Linked DNA regions of Sus scrofa: all the other regions are linked to region 2. The links are chromatin contacts, called in public targeted proximity ligation maps. All regions are on one chromosome and are shown on one strand. The core of a region is the stretch at or near the end of the contact, and the rest is flanking DNA. Distances in the headings are between cores, read along the strand shown. Region 1 overlaps MKL1 (MKL/myocardin-like protein 1). Region 2 overlaps MKL1 (MKL/myocardin-like protein 1). Region 3 overlaps MKL1 (MKL/myocardin-like protein 1).

What was found.
Region 1: a targeted proximity ligation map of skeletal muscle shows a contact between it and region 2. A contact is called at or near these places in 1 of 47 Hi-C or Micro-C datasets (embryonic fibroblasts) and 2 of 2 datasets of targeted methods (alveolar macrophages and skeletal muscle).
Region 3: a targeted proximity ligation map of alveolar macrophages shows a contact between it and region 2. A contact is called at or near these places in 3 of 47 Hi-C or Micro-C datasets (embryonic fibroblasts and heart right ventricle) and 2 of 2 datasets of targeted methods (alveolar macrophages and skeletal muscle).

What each region holds. Positions count from the first base shown.
Region 1 is chr5:7,808,809-7,812,765 of Sscrofa11.1, reverse strand. All of the region lies in intron 2 of MKL1 (MKL/myocardin-like protein 1), which reads right to left. Among named protein-coding and RNA genes, the nearest start is that of MKL1, 59 kb to the right of the region's middle.
Region 2 is chr5:7,895,569-7,899,388 of Sscrofa11.1, reverse strand. All of the region lies in intron 4 of MKL1 (MKL/myocardin-like protein 1), which reads right to left. Among named protein-coding and RNA genes, the nearest start is that of SGSM3, 120 kb to the left of the region's middle.
Region 3 is chr5:7,786,263-7,790,241 of Sscrofa11.1, reverse strand. The region is part of intron 2 of MKL1 (MKL/myocardin-like protein 1); the gene reads right to left. Among named protein-coding and RNA genes, the nearest start is that of MKL1, 37 kb to the right of the region's middle.

The sequences.
Region 1 (3,957 bases), core at 381-2,880, 86 kb after region 2:
TTAACCAATACGACTAGGAACCATGAGGTTGCAGGTTCAATCCCTGGCCTCGCTCAGTGGGTTAAGGATCTGGCGTTGCCGTGAGCTGTGGTGCAGACACGGCCCAGATCCGGTGTTGCTGCAGCTGTGGCGTAGGCCAGTAGCAACAGCTCCAATTAGACCCCTAGCCTAGGAACCTCCATATGCCGCGGGGGCAGCCCTAGAAAAGGCAAAACGACCAAAAAAAAAAAAAAAAAAAAAAAAAAAATTTGGTAGCAGGCTCAGGCAGACTCTATCTGAAGTCCTCCATAATAGGATCCCATTCAGTCCTACTAGCCTTTGCCTTGGCCAATGATCTCCTCATATCCAGTAGCTATACCAAACTTCAAACTTCTAGGACACACAATCTTTGACAGCTCCACTGCTTTTCCAACTGCCTTAAATGCCCCTCCCTTTCCCTGGTAGGTTATTAATTTATCCTGGTATACAGGAGCACTCAATAAAATATAGCCACTGTAATAAATAATTTTTTACCATTAAGATTCAACTGAACTATTTTTCTATAACCTTTTCCAATTCTTCAGAGTTGGTCTGCTGTCCTCTCTGCCACACTCCCATGGCATTTGTCTCCTTCTCCATTAGAATGGTTAAAACACTGTACTGTCCCCAGGCTTCCTTTTTTCCCTCTTACTTGTCCAAACAGGAAACATCTTTTATACAACTCTATATCCCCCAAGACTAGCACAGTGTCTGGCACATAACAGGTGCCCATTATGCACTTGTTGGCCCGACTGATTCAAATCTATAAACAGAATAATGATAGGACTCTTCTAAAAAGTCAGCTCATTCAGTACCTTTAAACAATTCAGCTTGTCAAAAATCTAATGCATTTTTATATTTTCATGAATATGTCTACTACATAATTATACCAACAATTCATGCACAAAAAAAGTCAAAGTGGGAGCTCCCCAGTGGCCTAGCAGTTAAGGATCCAGCATTACCACTGCTTTGGCTCAGGTTTAATCTCTGACCTGAGAACTTCCACATGCTATGGGTGCAGCCAAAAAAAAAAAAAAGGGACCTCATCCATGCCAACAAAGACAGGAGACATTAAATGAACTGATCATTAGATACTGTGGCTGGTGAGCTTTCTCACTGAAAGTATGCCACAACTTTGTATGCAGTATGTATGTTTAAATGTCTTTATACTGGCTTTAGTCATAAATCATAGAAGTTACAAATATAGAAGTCCAATCATAAATCCAAGGTGTATTTATAGAAACTTTCCATATGGTGGGAGTTTAAGAAGTAAAACAGCAGCCTTTTTCTCTGCCAAAAACAGAGAGTAGCAGAGCGCAAAAGGACCAAACCCTCTCTTGACTCTGCTCTTGGCTCAGCTTAAAGCACTGGAAGAAATGTGCAGGGCAAGCAGGAGCCTCGCTGAAAAGCAGTCACCCAGGGCAACAGGCACTTTGAATGTCTGTGCTATTCAAGGCTTAAGTATTAATTGTATACATGTCCATGTTCATTTAAAGCACAATTTGTGGCTTGGAACTTAAAAAATGTTCTAATGTGCTAGTCTGTCCACATATTAATCAAGTCAGCCAGGTTTGAACATGCCAAGCTTAAAATACTCTCTAGATCGGTATGCAAAGGTATGAGCTCAATCCTTTATTCTCAGGAAAAGGAACTTAGTCAAGGGAGAGTGACTAAAGCAATGAAAGCCGTAACAGAAAAAGTCAACTCCTAAATAGTGCTGAGTTACTATTTAAAAACATCTGAATAGAAACAGGATATAAGATAATGACAAATTTCTTACAATTATTAATCTCACTTAAAATGAGATCCTGGTTTTGTAGTTGTAAGTTGCCAGAGAATGTATTTTGAAACAGATTTCTACATGAGACCATCTCATAAAAAGGCTGTTTTAGTCATCCACTGACTAAATCTCTTGAGAATTCAAGCCTAACGTATTTTATATTGAAATAAATTATATTTTTATATGAATAGTACTATAAGCAAAGTTTATTTTAGTCTTTTTTTTTTTTTTTTTTTGGTCTTTTTGCCTTTTCTAGGGCCACACCCACAGCATATGGAGGTTCCCAGGCTAGGGGTCTAATCGGAGCTGGAGCCGCCGGCCTACACCACAGCCACAGCAACACGGGATCTGAGCTGCGTCTGTGACCTACACCACAGCTCACGGATCCTTAACCACTGAGCAGGGCCAGGGATCGAACCCGCAACCTCATGGTTCCTAGTCAGATTAACCACTGAGCCATGACGGGAATTCCAATTTTAGTCTTTTATCAGCTTCAGAAAAATGCCAATAAAACCTGGAATGATTAAATTTGTGTAAGTAAACCTCAGAAGCTCACCCATCCATTTCAGTTGGGAAACCAGTGCAGAAAGGGTTCAATGACTTGATAACAGGAAGACTACGACCAGAATCTGATTACTAGACCAATGTATTTATTCTACTACATACTACTAAACACACTTTTATTAAGATAGAAAATGTTTTAGAAATTACAACAGAAAATTTTAAATACTTATACCCTTCCCCCAACTGAAAAGAATTTAAAAAGTAGATGTGTGTGTCCTGAAGATTTGGAAATGCTATCCTTTAAAACCTTAGGCAGGACTTCCCTGGTGGTTCAGTGGGCTAAGGATCGGTGTTGTCACTGCTGTGGCTCTGGTTACAGCTGTGACACATGCTGTGGGTGTACCCCTCAAAAAACAAACAAACTTGGGCAGTAGTAGATTAAAGCAGTTATTGTCAATGCTTTTGGCTCAAAACCTGCTTATATGGAATCTTTGCTGGAAATTGTTTTAAAAAGTTTGTCTTGGAGTTCCCATCATGGCTCAGCGGTTAACGAACCTGATTAGTATCCATGAGGATGCAGGTTCAATCCCTGAATTCACTCAGTGGGTTGAGGATGTGGCATTGCCATGAGCTGTGGTGTGGGCCACAAACATGGCTCAGATCCCCAGTTGCTGTGGCTGTGGTGTAAGCCAGTAGCTACAGCTCCAATTCAACCCCTAGTCTGGGAACTTCCATATGTTGCGGGTGCAGCCCTAAAAAGACAACAACAACAAAAAAGCCTGTCTTATGTTCCATAGGGAATGGGAATAATTTTTATAATCTAAAATGACATTATCCTTTTCTTCTAAAATATAAACTTCCCATGGGGGGGCAATTTCACAGAATTCAGGGTCTTTCAAACAAATATTTCTTCTGAAAAAAATACATAAGTGCCTTTTTTTTTTTTTTTTTTTGTCTTTTTGCTATTTCTTTGGGCCGCTCCCGCGGCACATGGAGGTTCCCAGGTTAGGGGTCGAATCAGAGCTGTAGCCCCCGGCCTACGCCAGAGCCACAGCAACGCAGGATCTGCAACCTACACCATAGCTCATGGCAACGCCGGATCCTCAACCCACTGAGCAAGGGCAGGGACCAAACCCGCAACCTCATGGTTCCTAGTCAGACCCGTCAACCACTGTGCCACAACGGGAACTCCAAGTGTCTCATTTTAATTTGGGGGGAAAGAGATGCAAAAATTAAAAGGTAACCCAAAAAAAAAAAAAAAGAAAGAAAGAAATGGAAGGGGAAAAAAGAAGAAAATCAGTACAAAAGGTTTGACTCTGATATCAGAAAATGGAGGAGGAAAACAATTCTCAATTAAATGAATGAACTGTGGGGTTTTTTGGGGTTTTGTTGTTGTTTTTGGTCTTTTTAAGGCTGCACCCTCAGCATATGTAAATTCCTGGGCCAGGGGTCGAATCAGAGCTGCAGCTGCCGGCGAAAGCCACAGCAACTCAGGATCTGATCCTCATCTGCAACCTACACTGCAGCTCACCGCCACAGCTCACAACAACGCCAGATCTTTAACCCACTGACCAAGGCCAGGGATCAAACCCACGTCCTCATAGATACCACTCAGATTCGTTACCACTGAGCCACAACGGGAACTCTCTGAACTG
Region 2 (3,820 bases), core at 684-3,183:
ATGCTTCATATTTTGTTATATAATATCTATTAAATATAGATACATCCTTTCCCTATATGTTTATGAAAAGCAGGTATAATAGCTTATACATTTATACAACCTCTCAAATGACTTTCATAATCTGAGCACTTCAAAAGTAGTTATTGCATATAATATCTATACGCATTTCTTACAACTGCCTGTGAACCTGTAACTGTGTCAATAAAATTTTCAATTAAAAATACTTACTAAAAAATGGACTGATAAATAATTACTCAAGAGCTTAGTGTGACTCCCCACTATCTGATTAAGGCCAAACTCTCCAATTTAATACTCAGCGTCTTCAAACACCCAGCTCCTTTATTCAACACAATCTTCTCTTCCAACTATCCGATACCCCTATTCTAATCCAAGTGAAAACCTTTTTCTTCCCTCCATACCAGCCTCGTCTAGTTTCCAGATCTTGCCTTAGGATATTTCCTACCTGAACACCAGGAGACCTGACTCGCCCTCCCCGACTCCTCTTGTCTATCCTAACAGCACTTTTCCTCTAAGGCCCAGCTCTACTCTTACCTCCACACTGACGTTTTCCTGACTTCCTGTCTTTTTCCCCCCTTAGGATTTTATAATCCTCTATAACCACTGTGTCTCCAGCAAGAACACACATTTCTCGAGTCTCAGAATCATCCCTTCTACTTCTCAGGAATCCCCCAGAGTAGCTACCAGGGTGTTAAGTATATAATCAGTAACAAATAAATACTTGCTGATAAAAAGAGAAGTTTCACCAGCCACACATATTATCAATCTCCAATAATCCTTGTTAACAGATAAGCCAGTGCACAGGAAGACAACCTGTGGGATGAGTCCAACTATCTTTTAGAGTGAGCAGGAATGCCAATATTTGTATTAAGTACTGTGTGAGGTGTTTCCAAGTTTCTTTTTTTCGTTTGCTTTTTAGGGCCGCAACTGTGGCATATGGAGGTTCCCAGGCTAGGGGTCCAATCGGAGCTACAGCTGCCTGCCTACACCACAGCAATACCATATCCGAGCCGTGTCTGCGATCTACACCACAGCTCACAGCAACGCCGGATCCTTAACTCACTAAGCGAAGCCAGGGATCGAACCCGCAACCTCGTGGTTCCTAGTTAGATTCGTTTCCACTGCACCATGACGGGAACTCCTGTTTCCAATTTTCCAGGAAGTCACAAAGCTGCCACAAATGATCTAACTACACAATTCTTCCCTTGTTAGGGCCCAGGGCCTGCTCAGCTTATCATTCCATACTGGCAAACAACTGTATAACTTTTCCTCATCTGTGACACAAAGATAAAAAAAGCAGAGGTAGTCATATTCTAAACATTTGCTGGTTCACACCTTCTCCTAATAGGGAGATCATTGTTTGGGCACAAAAGATCATCTATTCTAACTCTTACTTGGCAAATATCTTGTTTGTATCAACAAAGTGCTTTTGTAAATAGAACAGAGTGACAATATCAATATGAATTTGAAAGAGGGGTTTGCCAAAGAAAACCCCTGTGATGATCCACTCTTAGGATAACCCAGAATTGATAAAAAGCCAAATTCTTCCCACAGTCCAGGGAGATTTGCCTCAGCCTAAACTCCTAAAACTCTTTCTCTTCGGCTTCTCTTTCTCGTCCAACTGGTCAAAGTTTTCTTACAACAACATACCACACGTATGAAAAGCAAAGTTTCTCAGCCTGAATTTTTGTTTATACCTGGTAGAAGCTACAGCTTTTTCCCAGAGGGATTTCAAAATGCCTAAGCTTCTCTCCAGAAAACTCTTCAAATACTTTCAGTAACCTAAAGGCAACAGCTTTGCTACTAAAAAATTTTCCAACATCTTTCTGTTTTGGCAGCGCCTGCTGAAATCCCCCTCCCCATAAGGGGGAATCTGAGTAATAACACTACCAGCTTCAAGTTCCCTTAGGCAAATTTCCAGCCCCAGTGCAAGGCCATGAGGTTAAACATTTCTCAATGACGCAGGCTCCCTCTGAGAGAGGAACAAGAAAGAAAAAAAAATCAAAACTTATTCTTCCCAGTGCAGTAAATCAAGAGACAAGAGCCAAGTCCTGAAAAATAAAATACGAGTGAAATTAAACTAAATACTGTTTACTCTGCTAAGGCCCCCCAGTAGGAGCACAGAACCAGGATGAGAGTTGTAGAACGGGAGATAAAGCAACTATGGAACGAGCAGTCCAGCCAAATGGATAGATGATTCTCTAGGTTCTTTAGAAAATCTCTAGAATACTAATAATGTGTATGTTTCCAGCTACTATATGGTAACTAGAGTAACTAAAGCAAAGTGCCAAGTGACTGAATTGGTGGTTGTGGTGTAAGGAAATAGAGTCACATGGAGCAAATCATAAAGAATTAAAACGTGTATTAGGTGGAAGTCTGGGAAAACCAAAGAAAAGTACGTTTAATTAACTTCTTGGAGAAAGAGTATATAAGGCTGATCACAGAGAAGGCAAACTCATCTGAGGGGCTAGGAAGGCTCTTGGACCTCTGGCTATTTGCAGACTGATAAAAGAGTCAAATAAAATCAGAACCACTCCCTCAGAACTGATTTATAGATCACAAACTCTAGAGTTGAAAAGGGCCTAATGCTTACAAGAAAACGCTAATATTGCTACATCTATACAGTGCTTTACTTCTCAAGGTGCTTTCATTCATTTAGTCCTTAAATAAAAATTGTTATGTACCTGCTGTGCGCCAGGAACTGGGAGAAGAGAAATAAGACACCAGCCCTGCATTCAAGAAGCTTACTTCTGGAGTTCCCGTCGTGGTGCAGTGGTTAACGAATCCGACTAGGAACCATGAGGTTGCGGGTTCTATCCCTGCCCTTGCTCAGTGGGTTAACGATCCGGCGTTGCCGTGAGCTGTGGTGTAGGTTGCAGACGAGGCTCAGATCTTGAGTTGCTGTGGCTCTGGCGTAGGCCGGCGGCTACAGCTCCGATTGGACTCCTAGCCTGGGAACCTCCATATGCCACTGGAGCGGCCCAAGAAAAAACAAAAACAAACAAACAAACAAACAAAAAAAAAGAAGCCTACTTCTGAGACCTGCTTGGAACAATAATGTAATAGCACTAGCCCTCTGGTGATCTACCTCAAGTAGAGAAAGAGCATCTAAGTCCATTTGGAATCAAAGACAGAATGCACCTCGGAAGAGGGAGCCCTGGAGCTGGAACCTGAAAGCAGAAGTTAGTAGGCAGGCAAACAAAGAGAGGAATGGTCAAGGCAGAAGGAAGATTATATGCAAGGCAAAGGAAATTTTAAGAGCACAGAATGTTCTGGAAACTAAAAGTAGTTCAGCACTGCTGGAGACAATGAAGTTAGAAGTGATAGGAGATGACCAAATAATTAGTTAGAGGCCAGCTAGACAATAAAATAAATAGTTTAAAATTTACCCCATAAGAAACAAACAAAAAATTAAAAAAACACGTTGATGTAGCTGCGGTGTAGGCCGGCAGCTACAGCTCCGATTCAATCCCTAGCCTAGGAACCTCCATATGCTGAGACTGTGCCCCTAAGAAGATAAAAAAAATAAAATAAAATAAAATTTACCCCATAAGAAACTGAGGCATTCTGAGAAGCATAAAATGATCAGAATTGACTAGTTAGAAAAAGTATCTTGGCAGCTGTGTGAAGGACGGATTAGGGAAGAGTCAGGTTGCAGGCAGGGGGACCAATACGAAGGCCACCTAAACCCTGCTGAGAAACTGGGACAGTCTGATTAGGGCAGTGAGGTAAAGTATTAGAATTCAAAGTAAAGGCAGAATCCACAGAACCTGGAGACCAAACAGAAGTGAGGAATACAGAC
Region 3 (3,979 bases), core at 387-2,886, 110 kb after region 2:
ACAGGGAAGAGATAATAATAAGAATGGCATGATGGTCAGTTGAATGTGCATCAACTTGGTTAGGCTATAGTCCTCAGTTATTCAAACATTAATCTAAGTGCTGCTGCGAAGGTATTTTGTAGATGTGATTAACATTCATAATCAATTGACTTTAAGTAAAGATTATCCCAGATGATCTGGGTGGGCCTCGTTTAATCAGTTAAAAGGCCTTAAGAGCAGAACTGAGATTTTCCAGAAGAAATTTCACCTGTGGATACCAACATCCACTCCCGCCGCTGCCGCCGAGCGTTCCAAACTGTCTTTTCTGTCAGCCTAGCCTATGATGCTGCAGTTGCCTAGCCAGCGTCCCCCCCACCCCCGCCACCCCAAATCAGATAAAGAATAAATCCTTGTAATAAGTCCCTTAATCTCCTACTTGTTCTGTTTCTCTGATTGAACCCTGACTGATAAAGATTTTGGTATCTTGAAGTGGGATTGCTGCTATAACATATTCTTTTAAACATGGAAATGGCTTTGAAATTAGATAACGAGTAGAGGCTGGAAGAATTCTGAGACGCAGGAATGGATAAGCAATGAGGTCCTGCTGTGTAGCACTGGGAACTATGTCTAGTCACTTATGATGGAACATGATAATGTGAGAAAAAAGAATCTATACATGTATGTGTAACTGGGTCACCTTGCTGTACAGGAGAAAACTGACAGAACACTGTAAACCAGCTATAATGAAAAAAATAAAAATCATTATATACTTTAAAAAAATAATTCGGAGAAGCATAATTTCAAAAGCCTAGACTGCCTTCAACAAACTGTTGGTAGAAATAGAGACCCTGAAGGCGATTCTGGTGAGAACTCAGAGGGAAGTGAGAAGCACAACACAGAAAGCCTATACTGTTTTAGAGACTATAAATGTCATCAAAAACAGAAGGCTCGTAAAAAACACGAACACTAAAGGTGCTTCTGGTAAGGTCTCAGAAGAAAATGAGGAATGTTATTAGGAACTGGAGGAAAGGAGTTCCCCTTGTGGCTCAGTGGTTAACGAATCCAACTAGGAATGATGAGGTTGCAGGTTCGATCCCTGGCCTTGCTCAGTGGGTTGAGGATCCGGCATTGCCATGAGCCGTGGTGTAGACTGCAGACTCGGCTCAGATCCTGCATAGCTGTGGCTCTGATGTAGGCCAGTGGCTATAGCTCCAATTAGACCCCTAGCCTGGGAACCTCCATGTGCCGCGGGAGTGGCACTAGAAAGGGCAAAAAGACAAAAAAAAAAAAAAAAAGGAACTGGAGCAAAAGGGATCCTTTTCAGACAATGGCAAAAAAAAAAACTTAGCTGAATTTCGTCCTACAGTTGTGTGAAAAGCAGAACTTGGATATTTAGCTAAGGGGATTTTCAAGCAGCAAGTTGAAGGTGCAGGCTGGTTTCTTCTGGTTGCTTACAGCAAAATGCAAGAGGAAAGAAAAATTGATGGGCTAAATGTCAAACAAAGGAAACTAGTATGTGATGATTTGAGAAATTCTCAGCTTATCTAGACCACAAAAAATGCTAAAATTAGGAGACGCTAGTAAGAAAGCACTGCTGTGGCGAGGAAAGCCAAGAGTGTGGCTGGACAACATTTTACTCCTGCTGAAAGATCACACATGTAACTCAGGGGCCCTCAACCAACCGTCTAAGCGGAAGCTAGGAAGAGACAGGCGATTATCCAGGGAAGATCTACGGAGGAGCCTCCTGTCTAATGACAAGAACCCCTTTCCATCTGGCGGCAGCCATCATGTAAGCCGAGATGGGCGCCTACGCGTACCTCCAGGAGCTATGGAGGAAGAGGCTTTCTCCTCCAGTGCACTGCCGGCAGTCCCACCAGCCCTCAGCGTCTCACAGGGCCCCCCACCTCAACTGGCCTGATAAGGCTCGCAGGCTGGGTACAAGGCCAGGTAAGGTCATCAGATTCATGTGCCACCATGGCAAGCCTAAGGGTGCCACCATGGCAAGCCTGTCCACCCCATGGTGTCAACCAGCTGAAGTCTGCCCGAAGCCTTGAGTCTACTGCCGAGGTCCTAAATTCTTACTGAGTTGGTGAAGCTTCTATGTACAAATTCTCTGAGGTTATCCTCATTGATCCATTCCATAAAGCTATGAGAAGAAATCCTGACACCCAATGGAGCATCAAACCAGTCTACAAGCACAGGGAGATGCGAGGGCTGACTTGCTGGCAGAAAGAGCTGTGGCCTCGAGAAGGGCCTCAAGTTCCACCACACTACTTGTGGTTCTCGCCACACAGCTTGAAGAAGATGCAATAGTCTCCTACTTCACCGATACTGCTGATACAAGTACTGTTTATAAAATTCTTACCTAGTGGATAAGCAATGAGATCCTACTGTATAGCACAGGGAACTGTATCCACTCACTTGTGATGGAACATGATAGAGGATAATGTGAAAAAAAGAATATATATAGATATGTATGACTGGGTCACTTAGCTGTATGGTAGAAATTGACAGAACACTGTAAATCAGCTATAATGGAAAAAATAAAAATCATAAAATCATAAAAATTCTTACCTAATAAACAATATAGGACATTCATGTCTGCTTAAAAAAAAAAAAAAATCCCTGAGACATACATACATAGGAGACTCAAAAGGTTTCTGAGACTCTTACATAAGCAGAAACACGCCAGCCAGCTTGGCCTGAAAGGGACAGAAAGAAAACAAAGCAAAGGAAGCCTGTTGGACTACCAAAATTCTACAGGCAATTTAACTACTAATAAAACCACACAGCAACCACGTGCTACCCTTCAAGAAAAAGTGAAGATAATTCCAGGAACAGTCTTGGGTCCCGAAGCCAGAGTCCCAGAGGGTGGCATCTCTAGCTACAGAGGATTACTCCTAGGCTTTGCAACCTAAGAGATTTTCTGCTGAATTTTAAAATCGGTGGGACCAGTGACACACTTATTCCTTGCATTTTCTCCTTTTTGGAATGGGAATGTCTAAAAGCTGGGAACACATAACTTACTGTCTAGTTTCCCAGGTCCACAGACGGAAAGAAATTTTGCACCAAGAGGGATCATACCCAAAGTCTCACCTATACCTGATTTAGATGAGTTGTATGACAGATTTTGGACTTTAAAGCTGACGATATTTAAATGAGATCTTGGAGTTGAGTGGATGCTGCAGTAGGTTGAGACTCAGGAATGTTGGAATGGAATGAATATATTTGGCATGTAGGACAGATGTGAATCTTTGGGAGCAGAGTGTAGTAAACTGAAAAATGGAACCCTAAAAGATAACCACATCCTCCATATCCTAATCCCTGGTACCTATGCTACCTTATGAATCAAAAAAAAAAGGGGGGGGGAGTATATCTGCAGATATGATTAAGCTAAGGATCTTGAGATGGGGTGATTATCTTGGATTATCTGTATGAGCCTTAAATGCAATCACATCTATAAAAGAAGCAGAGAGAGAGGTGACAAACACAGAGGAGATGTGCAGAAAGAAATCTGAAGATGCTGGCCTTGAAGACTGAAGAGATACTGCCTTAAGCCAAGGAATGCCAGCAGTCACCAGAAGCTGGAAGAGGTGAAGAACAGACTCTCCCCTAGGGACTCTGGCAGGACTGCAACTCTGTTGCTGACACCTTGATTTCAGCCCAATGAAACTGGTTTCAGACATCTGACCTTCAGAACCATAGGAGAATAAATATGTGTTGTTTTAAGCCACCACCAATTCGTGGGTGATTTGTTAAAGTAGCACAGGAAATTAATACACTAATGAATACAGAGGGCTTAGACATAGGTGATTATGGCAGAGGTGATGAAACGTGACCAGGTTATCATACATGTGGAGAGCTAACAGGATTTGCTGATGGGGTGGATATTGTGGGAAAGAAAGAGAAGATGACTCTAAGGTTCTTCCCCGAGTAACTAGAAGAAGTGTTACCATTTTTCTAAGCTAGAGACAACCCAATGGCTTAGCAACATGCAAGT